2 separate regions of the Sus scrofa genome follow, and region 2 is linked to region 1. The links are chromatin contacts, called in public HiChIP or PLAC-seq maps. All regions are on one chromosome and are shown on one strand. Each heading gives the region's core, a stretch centred on a gene start, on an enhancer-like site or on the middle of the called end of the contact. The rest is flanking DNA. Distances are from core to core; before and after follow the strand shown.

Region 1 (4,796 bases), core at 1,770-4,269:
TATTGTGGCTCAGCAGTAATGAATTCAACTAGTGTCCATGAGGATGTGGGTTCAATCCCTGGCCTTGCTCAGTGGGTCAAGGATCCTGTGAGCTGTGGTGTAGGTTGCAGATATGGCTTGGATCTGGCATTGCTGTGGCTGTGGTGTAGGCCAGCAGCTATGGCTCTGATTCAACCCCTAGCCTGGGAACTTCCATGTGCTGTGGGTGCTGCCCTAAAAAATAAAAAAATAAAAAAGCTGCGGCTTGGATTCAGTCCCTGGCAAGACCTTCCATATTCAGGTGTGGCAGGGCAAAAAAAGCCCATGAATTTTGGGGCGGGGGGGGGGGGAGTTTTCCCATAGAAATCATGAAAGAGCCCCTCAGCTAATTTACCCATATTGTAGAAATAGTTTTAATAAGCTCAGGAAGTTGACACAACCAAATAATGATGAGAGAGAAGGAGTATTTCAAAACCCAAGAGAGGAGTTCCCATTGTGGCTCAAAGGTAACAAGCTGACTGGTATCCATGAGGATGTCAGTTCAACCCCTAGCCCAACTCAGTGGGTTAAGGATCCAGCATTGCTGTGGGCTGTGGTGTAGGTTGCAGACAAGGCTCGGATCCTGCATTGCTGTGGTATAGGCCAGCAGCTACAGCTCTGATTTGACCCCTAGCCTGGGAATTTCCATATGTGGCAGGTGCAGGCCTAAAAAAACAAAAAAACCTCTTTAATTAGCAGGGCAGTAGTATGGCTACTAATCCATCAACAAATGTAGATTCAGGGAAGTATTATGGGCACTTCAAGGGAGGTGCTTGAGAATACAAAGTATTACATAAAGTGAAATGCAAAATTGTATATAAATGAGGCAAAATTTATAAAAGAAGGATGTTAACTGTTAAGCAGTACACAAATGTAAGTGATCAGTATGTATTCTCAGGGCCAGGAAAGAGCTACCCTAAAGATTCCTATCCAAAAAAGACCCTTGGAATCCCAGAAGAGATACCACATGGTTAAAAGTAATACAAGGTTCACTGAGTTCCTGGTCGCTCAGTAGATTATGGACTCGCCATTGTCACTAGGGTTCAATCCCTGGCCTGGGATCTTCTATATACCGCTGGCATAACCAAAAAAAAAAAAAAGTAATATAAGGTTCAGGTCAAGAGGGGCGAAACTGGGAAAAATCATGCTTTATTGATTATAATTACTATAGTGGTAAATTGAATAATTCAATAAATAATTCATAATAAAGTATGAAGCACCTAACATATGTACCAGAACTGGAATAGATACTGAGAAGCTACAAAAATGTATAGTAGAAGAGCTTCAGAACTCAGGGAACTTATGGTCCAGTAAAAGATCCAGAACCTAAATGAACAATCAGAGCATTAAAATAAACTGGGGCTGGAGTTCCCGTCGTGGCACAGTGGTTAACAAATCCGACTAGGAACCATGAGGTTGAGGATTCGATCCCTGCCCTTGCTCAGTGGGTTGACGATCCGGCGTTGCCGTGAGCTGTGGTGTAGGTTGCAGACGTGGCTCGGATCCCACGTTGCTGTGGCTCTGGCGTAGGCTGATGGCTACAGCTCGGATTAGACCCCTAGCCTGGGAACCTCCATATGCCGTGGGAGCGGCCCAAGAAATGGCAAGAAGACAAAAATAAATAAATAGATAAATAAACTGGGGCTTTACTGGCCCAAAGGACCTAGTGGACATAGTTTATAAACAATACTTTAATGGTTAAGAATAAGCTTGAAGAAAAGAGAAAGCTAAAAACAAAGATGAAATAAACTGGCCCTTCCTTACCTAGATGCCAAATTTGGAAGAGGCCAGAGAATGAGAACTGGAAGGGCATTTTATGCAGTTTGAATGTGGGAGTGTTGAGTCAGTCTCTGAAACCAAGCAGGATGCTATAGGGCTCCTTGATGGATACAAATCCTTTGTGTGCCCCCAACCCCCCCCTCCTTCTTGTTTGTAGGAAATAGGCTTCATATAGCCTCCTTGACCTTACCTGAGTTTCAAAGAGCAGATTCAAACAGTGGATAATGAGAAAGGAGGGGATGCAGAGACAAGTCAGGAGAAGTCAAGAAACACTACTGCAGCCTTGGGGCAAGATCCTGGTTCCTCCTCAAGAAATATACAGAACATTATCTTTGAGCTCTTCTGCAGAACTAAGGCCCCCACCCAGGTGATCCAGATGGCAATTTCAACACAAGATGGCTGAAGCATCCCTCTGTGACCTCAGGAAAAAAAGTCACATACCCTTCAGCCTTCACCCTAAATATTGCTATTGAAAACTTTTTCCCCAAAACCATCAGGGATTTCGGGGGGGTTTGAACCAAGCCACTCTTGCTTGGCCCTACAGTAAACCTTTTTCTTTTGGTTTGTTTGACCTCACTGTGAGTGGAGCACCCAAACTTTCTTCAGTAACATTTCCAAGTATGCAAATCATTGGGTACTGTATGGGATACCAAAACTCCAGTAACGGGTTTCAGAAAGATTGCTTTGGGCTGTGCAAATTATCAAGAAAAGCGGGTGAAGAAGAGTCAGGTGTTCCCTACCCCTGCTCCAAGACGCAGCTCACCTGAGTCTTCAGAGATGCCCTAGAGTGCACCACCCAGAGGGCTTGGAGCTGCCCATCCAAGACAAGACAAGGGATCTGTCCTGAGGCCAGTCTTTCCTCCGCTGAGCCTCCTGGCCAGGTCCCACCATCTTCAAAGCCCATCTGTCCCAGGAGTCTACAACTCAGGAGGGAGATCTGGAGCCGCCCTTACCATACAGGAAATCATACGTTCGACTAGCGGAGACGTTGCCCCAGGTCCCCGACTTCCCTCTGCACTGGGTTTGAGACATCTGAGGTTTGGCCTGGGGCTCGGTGATGGTCACAACATGACTCATGGTGCCGGCTCTGCCCTGCAGTCAGCCAGGACCAACTTGAGAGACCTAGCTGTTGTGTGGACAGTAGCTATGGTAACCCCCTGGAAGAGCGGAAACGAAGGGCGGAGCGAGGACAGCACGCAAGCGGAGAAGGGAAGAGCGGAACTAGCATGAGAGGGGAGGAGCCGAGTGACAAGGACGGGGCGGGACGAGGGTCAGGAAAGGCGGGCTGGATGAAGAACCTGGGCGGGGCTAGTGAAGGGAGGGGCGCGGGGCTGGCGACCGGGAGGAAGACGGGGGGATTGCAGGAAGGCGTGGGGCGTGGCGCAGGGGCGGGAGGACAGGAAGTGTGCAGAGGGAAGGAGCGGGAGGGGTGGAGAAAGGGGTTGGGAGGAAAGGACAGCACTCAGAAGGAAAAAGGGGAAAGTAGTAGGCCGGGGGAGGATCTGCTACACTGCCCGCTTCATTCCAGAGGCCAAGCCTTGAGTTTTCAGTTGTACATCCAGGATCAATGCGCGGGGCCCGCAGGCTGGGGAAAAGGCTACTGCTCAAATCCAGCAGTGATTTGCCGGTTTCACTCCGCGACCTCTTTCGGAAATCCCTGGGAAATCTCAGAAAAAAATAGTCGGGGGCTTTCCTTTCGGACATCCCCTTTCCGCGGGGCTTTTTCTGCTAGCTGAGAAAGCTCCTAAACGTTGGACTTTGACACTCTATGAACCCTTGCCCTGGGAATCAGGATTTGGGGTGGGGTGGGTAGTTAGTAACTGTTGATCTGCATTCTGCTACCCCTTTCTGAGCCCTGGGCACTAATTAAATCAGCCGAAGATGATGTGGTGTATTCCGCACTGACTTGCTTTTTAAAACTACTTATTATGGAAATGTCTGTTTTTGTTTTTGTTTCAGGGCCGCAACAGCGGCATATGGAGGTTCCCAGGCTAGGGGTCCAATCCGAGCTACAGCCACGCCTATGCCTATGCCACAGCCACGCAGGATCCAAGCAGGGTCTGCTATCTACACCACAGCTCACAGCAACACCTGATCCTCAACCCACTGAGAGAGGCCAGGGATCAAACAGCAACCTCATGGTTACTAGTCGGATTCGCTGCATCACAACAGGACTCTGGAAATGTCTTAACATAGGCAAGAGTGAATCCACTTTTAGTAATGAGCTGGCGCTAATCATCACGGAGTAAATAATTATCAAGAATTTGCCAGTCCAGTTTCACCTGTCTACTATCTCCTTTTGCTTGAGCATTTTCAAATCCCAGACATTATTTTACCCTTAATCTGCATCTCAAACTGATACAGATTTTTAACATAATTGCCATTATCAAATCTAACAAAATTAATAATTCCTTTATATTTAAAATTTAGTATATATTCAAATTTCCCTGATTGAGTCCAAGATTTTTTTTTCTGATCAAAAGATCTAAAAAATTCTTTACACTTTATTTTGGTATCTCAGGATTTTCATCTAGAACAGTGAATTTCTAATATCTTCAACAATTTCCTTCTTACCTGGGATTCTTCTATAAAAAGAACTTTCTGGGCATTCCCAGTTGTTGCTCAGCAGGTTAAGAACCTGACTAGTATGCACGAGGACATAGGTTCAATCCCGGGCGTGGCTCAGGGGGTTAAGGATCTGGCGTTGCCACAAGCTATAGTGTAGATTGCAGATGCAGCTCGGATCTGGCATTGCTTTGGCTGTGGTGTTGGCCCCAGCTGCAGCTCCAATTTGATCTCTGGCTCAGGAACTGCCATATGCCACAGGTGCGGCCATAAAAAGAAAAAAAATAAAATACCGTGTTATAACGACATGATAATGTTTTTCTGTCTTAGGGTATGACTACATTTCCCACTGTCTGTTCCTTCTTCCCAGAACACCCCTGCCCCTCATCTTATCCCTGCAGACTCACTCCTCATTTGAGGTTTCAGCTAAGATG
Region 2 (5,238 bases), core at 1,167-3,666, 160 kb after region 1:
CACTGAGCAAGGCCAGGGATCAAATCCGCCTTCTCATTGACACTATGTGGGGTTCTTAACCCCTTGAGCCACAATGGGAACTCCACGAATACTAGTCTTACCAATGACAGGGTACTGAAGTTCTGGGAGGTGACCTGAATTGTAAAGGCCAAGGCTAGAACCCAGATTTTCCTGGCTCTGGTACTCTTTTCCTTCATCAATCTAGCTCTGTGCTATTAACTGGTATGTGTACACACACACACACAGAGTTAAAGTGCTTCTGGAAACAGTTTAGCCAGTATCAATCTTCTCTACCAGGTTCAGGAGGAAGTAGAGCTATCCAAAACTAATTTCCTCTGATATGTAATGCCAATGACTTATACACTCCAAAGCAATAGCTGGGTTGGAGAGGGTGGTTAGTGTGGGTTAAAGATGCACATTCTGGAGTTCCTGTTGTGGCTCAGTGGGTTAAGAACCCAAATAGTATTCACAAGGATGAGGGTTCAATCCCTGGCCTTGCTCAGTGGGTTAACATTCTATTGGTTCACATTGGACTGATAATTTCCTTAAATAGCTTTACTTTAATTGCATTTATAAAATATTTATGAGGATGTTCTCAGTTAAAATGAGATAGGTTTTACTGTGTGTATGTACTAAAGATTAAGCTGTCTTTAGAAGAAACTGCTTAAGGTAATGAAAAAGAGCTTCCACAAGGCTTCTTTAGATCCCTAAAGTGGCTTTTCCTCCTTGGTATTTTTGGATCATTCTGACATCAGCAGAGAATTGAAAAGAAAGAAGTGGCCAACTACTGTTCTTATGTTACTTAACTCATGACTCCTCTTTCTCTAAGTGAATCTTACTTAAGCTGGGGCAACTAGACATTCTCATTTGAAAATCTAGAGTTGGACAGCAAGAGTTGACCAAGTTTCTCAAATGTGGCTGGATTTAAAATGTTTAATTTTGACAGCTAAAAAGGGACCAGATTATGCTATATAGTCTAAAGAACAGAGGTATATGTTTAAATAGTTCCTCACAGAACAAAGTTACTGAAGAAAATATGGGTAGTAGACTGACAAAAGTGTAAGGTAAGGAAACAACCATAACAACAACAACAACAACAAACAGGAATTGCTGCCTTTAGTTAAGATTCATAATCCTCGGACATGATCAAAAGGAGACCTTAAGAAGTAATTAACCACAAAACAAGAGACAAACCCAAGAGACAGCTTATTTGTACTTTAAACAATAAATTATAGTAAATTATTACTTATTACATTTAATAAATGTATTAGTACTACTTTCAAAATTATTTTACTTCTATTATTTTGATATTTTTGTGATATGAATAAAATTATTTTAAAACCAACCATCTGATAATTTATAATTTCTAGTTTAAAGATTTAACCTGTATGGGGGTATGAATAAAATAAACCGACTAACTGCCAATTTGTTACAATTTATGAATGGGATGATTAAGAAAAACATGCTTTTTGGAGTGTGGCAAGAATATGTAAATCGTGGTGAAAATACATTGGTGCAGATGTTCTCATATCTCTCCCCCCTTTTTTTTCTTTTTAGGACTGCATCTGTAGCATATGCAAGTTCCCAGGCTAGGTGTTGAACTGGAGCTGCAGCTGCTGGCCTATGCCACAGCCACAGCGACACCAGATCCGAGCTATATCTGCAACCTACACAGCAGATCCTTAATCCACTGAGCAAGGCCAGGGATCAAACCCGCATCCTCATGGATACTAGTTGGATTTGTAACCACCAAGCCACAAAGGGAACTCCAGGTTCTCATACAATTTTAACTGCTAATATCTGCAATTAGATAATGTCCTGTGTGCCACAGCATTGTGTTATGCTCTACACATTTACTACCCATTCTGGGGTAGATACTGTTTCATTTGACAGAAAACTCCAGACTTAAAGTAAAATGGCTGTGCTGTAGGTCACATGGATGCAAAGACACAGGGCTAAGACTGCAAGCCAGTGCCCTGCCTCCAGAGCCCCCAGTTCTAGCCAACACTCTAGGCTGCTTCACAAATACTGATCATGTGAAAGACTTTTTTTTCTTTTGGCTGCACCTTCAACATGTGGAAGTTCCCAGGCCAGGGATCAAACCTGTGCGGATGTTGTGGCCTGTACTATAGCTGCGGCAATAACGGATCCCAAACCTGCTGCACCATATGGGAACCTCAAACGCTGCTCATGTGGGCAACAGCATTTTCACTAAGTTTAACCCCCAAACAAAGCACAAGCAGTTTTTACCCCTCAGTACACTTGACTCAGTCATCCCCCCCCACCCCCTCATTTAGTAAAAGTTACAATCTGCAGGGCAACTTCCTTTTCCTTCTCAGGCAGCAAGCTCCTGGAGTGCAGAGACTAAGTATCTATTAATCTGAGTAACTCTTGCATATACAGCAGAGATACTTTGTCAGCAATACTGAGAGAGGAAATAAGGTCTGGCCTAGCCACTTCCTTTTTTAAGTTTTATTTCAAATGGCATGGGAACCATCTTTGATTTTTACTGAAACAAAACCAGGAGTTGCCATTGTGACTCAACAGGTTAAGAGCCCAACATAGCGTCAGCGAGGATACAGGTTCAATCCCTGGCCCCAAGCTGCAGTGTAGGTCGAAGATATGGCTCAGACCTGGCATTGCTGTGGCTGACGCTGTGGCAGCAACTGTAGTTCCGATTTGACACCTAGCCTGGGAACTTCCATATGCTGCAGGTGAGGCCCTAAAAGAAAACAAAACAAAAAAACCAAGCACTACTACACGTCTGGCACTTACTGTTTCCAGGAACCCAGGGCTTCAGAGACCATTTGCCTTACCTAGTTCTTTTCTTTTTTTTTTTTTTTTTTTGGCTTTTTGGCTTTTTGCTATTTCTTTGGGCTGCTCCCGAGGCATATGGAGGTTCCCCGGCTAGGGGTCGAATCGGAGCTGTAGCCGCCAGCCTACGCCAGAGCCACAGCAACGCAGGATCCGAGCCGCGTCTGCAACCTACACCACAGCTCACGGCAACGCCGGATCCCTAACCCACTGAGCAAGGGCAGGGACCGAACCCGCAACCTCATGGTTCCTAGTCGGATTCGTTAACCTCTGCGCCACGACAGGAACTCCTTACCTAGTTCTTTTCTCCCCTCTTCCTAGTGATCCCTACAGTAACCTACAAATGTCAATTTTTAATCTGTAGAATTCAATTTTAATCTCTAGGGAAATTCTAAATTTACTGTTGTAGTATTGAGGGAAAAGAAATTTAAATTGATCAATCAATATAGATACACGTATGTGTTTAAATTTATGGATGAGTAAACTAAGAATAGCCCAATTCTTGCTTGTTTTTTTTAAAAGATAAGTCACTGCCACTACAGATGCCAGTGCTTACATTTGTCAGCAGCCCAACCAACCACCATTCAATGGACATGGTAACACATAGCTCCCTTCAACTCTCCAGTGAGTCCAGAGCATTTTCAATCCTAGTCTTGTTTATTTGTTGATGAAGGGTTTCTAGGAAGATTCAGCAGTGTTTCAATTTTCATAGCATCATCCTTGGATTGATTTTTCTGTAAACTGCTTTCAATTTCTTCAGGGAGGAGCTCAGTAAATTGTAGTCTGGCTTTCCTGTAATCAAAGAATAAGAATATATCAAATATTGTTCCTTTTTTTTGGTTCTTAGACTTTTTTTATTTTTTATTATTATTATTATTTTTTTTGGTCTTTTTGCTATTTCTTTGGGCCGCTCCTGCGGTATATGGAGGTTCCCAGGCTAGGGGTCGAATCAAAGCTGTAGCCACTGGCCTAGCCAGAGCCACAGCAACGCGGTATCCAAGCCGAGTCTGCAACCTACACCACAGCTCACGGCAACGCCGGATCGTTAACCCACTGAGCAAGGGCAGGGAGCGAACCCGCAACCTCATGGTTCCTAGTCAGATTCGTTAACCACTGTGCCACGACGGGAACTCCTCTTAGACTTTTTTTAAAAGATAGTATTGTGTCTTACTCTCCCTTACAACTCCTGAGCAAACACTGACCCTTGCATTTCAAATACAATGACTTTCTTCTCTCTCCTAACCTGTTCCACTTATAAGCCGAGTAGAATTCTCTCATTACCAAAACGGACATTGCTGGAGCAGAAGCTCTGATTCTTAAGATACGCCAGAATTTTTGCAGGGGTGGCACGCAGTTGCTGAAAACCCTGGGCTAAGATGTGAGCTTTGAAACTAGACTGTCCTCTTGCCCTCTGGACCCAGGAAGGATGTAAAACCCCCATCACTCTGTTAAACTCTGTTGACAGACCTTGTAGGACAGGGACGAAGGTTATATAACACTGGTAACCTCAGTACAGAAAAGTCAGATAAGACAACACTGAGATGTATATTTTCTAGGAGTTAAAATATAATTTCCAAGTAACAGATGAGTTCTTTTCCAAATCAAGTATGTGTCCTCCTTTAAGTGATTGTCAGGGTCACCTCTGACTTTCTCACACCTCTTTATAACCAGATTTTACCAATTCTTCTTGCACACTTCTATAGCCAGTGTGCTATTTTCTCCTAAGGCAATTTTTTAGATTCTCACTTTGATTTTTCTATACCGTAGTTATTTTCAAGCAAAGAAGCAGACATATAAAAGGTTATTAACTCTCCTCAGAAATACAATATATATGGGGTTCTGTCCACAGTGCCAGGAGCAACCAGCTTCTGGATGCTCCCCTGCCAGCTGCTGTGGGATGGGCTGTGTGCTTGGTACCTGGCTCCCACCCCCTGAAGCACCCTTGGGGGTTGGAGACAGAAGAGCTGGAGGGCGAGGAGGCTGCGGCCGCTGGGAGGATGGGGGCTAACCAATTAGTCGTGCTCAACGTGTAGACTCGTACTGGATGAATGAACACACCTCATCCATCGGAATTGGAGTTTTTCATTCAGAAATTGAAATATGTGGCAGAGAATTTGCTTATTCCCCTTTTCTGGAATATTTGAAATTCCCCCCAGGACATGCTTCTGAACTAGGAGAAGCATTTAAATTTAAATAAGCTGTTGTTTGGGGGAGCAATAACTTCCTAGAAGATGATATAGAAAAAATTGTAGAAGAATTGGGAAAAGAATACAAAGGCAATGACTATCATTTGATGCATAAAAATGCAATCATTTTTCTTCGGCTTTATCAGTGATTCTTTGTGGGAAAGAGATTCCTCGCTGGATCAATCCACTCGCCTACTTCAGCTCCTGCATACCCTTTCTCCAGAGATGCCTCCCAAAG

The links. HiChIP or PLAC-seq counts read pairs in DNA pulled down with a chosen protein or histone mark.
Region 2: an H3K27ac HiChIP or PLAC-seq map of alveolar macrophages shows a contact between it and region 1. The contact joins the enhancer-like site here to the promoter of MAATS1 in region 1. A contact is called at or near these places in 3 of 5 promoter capture datasets (fetal liver, fetal skeletal muscle and liver), 28 of 47 Hi-C or Micro-C datasets (adipocytes, alveolar macrophages, blood and 15 more) and 2 of 2 datasets of contacts at active chromatin or transcription factors (alveolar macrophages and skeletal muscle).

Annotation. Positions count from the first base shown.
Region 1 is chr13:140,563,957-140,568,752 of Sscrofa11.1, forward strand. It overlaps MAATS1 (cilia- and flagella-associated protein 91), which reads right to left and starts at 3,020. Exons shown (of 18, transcript XM_003132654.4): 1 at 2,751-3,020. The coding sequence starts at 2,874.
Region 2 is chr13:140,727,640-140,732,877 of Sscrofa11.1, forward strand. TIMMDC1 (complex I assembly factor TIMMDC1, mitochondrial) reads right to left here. Exons shown (of 8, transcript XM_021070323.1): 8 at 920-3,606. The coding sequence ends at 3,462. It also overlaps a transcript of CD80 not described here and the pseudogene LOC100525430. Among named protein-coding and RNA genes, the nearest start is that of TIMMDC1, 28 kb to the right of the region's middle. Within about 2 kb of position 2,417, at least 12 of the 83 cell types and tissues checked have an H3K27ac peak or open chromatin away from gene starts, as enhancers often do. A contact at or near this core is called in alveolar macrophages, fetal liver and retroperitoneal adipose tissue, where this site is marked.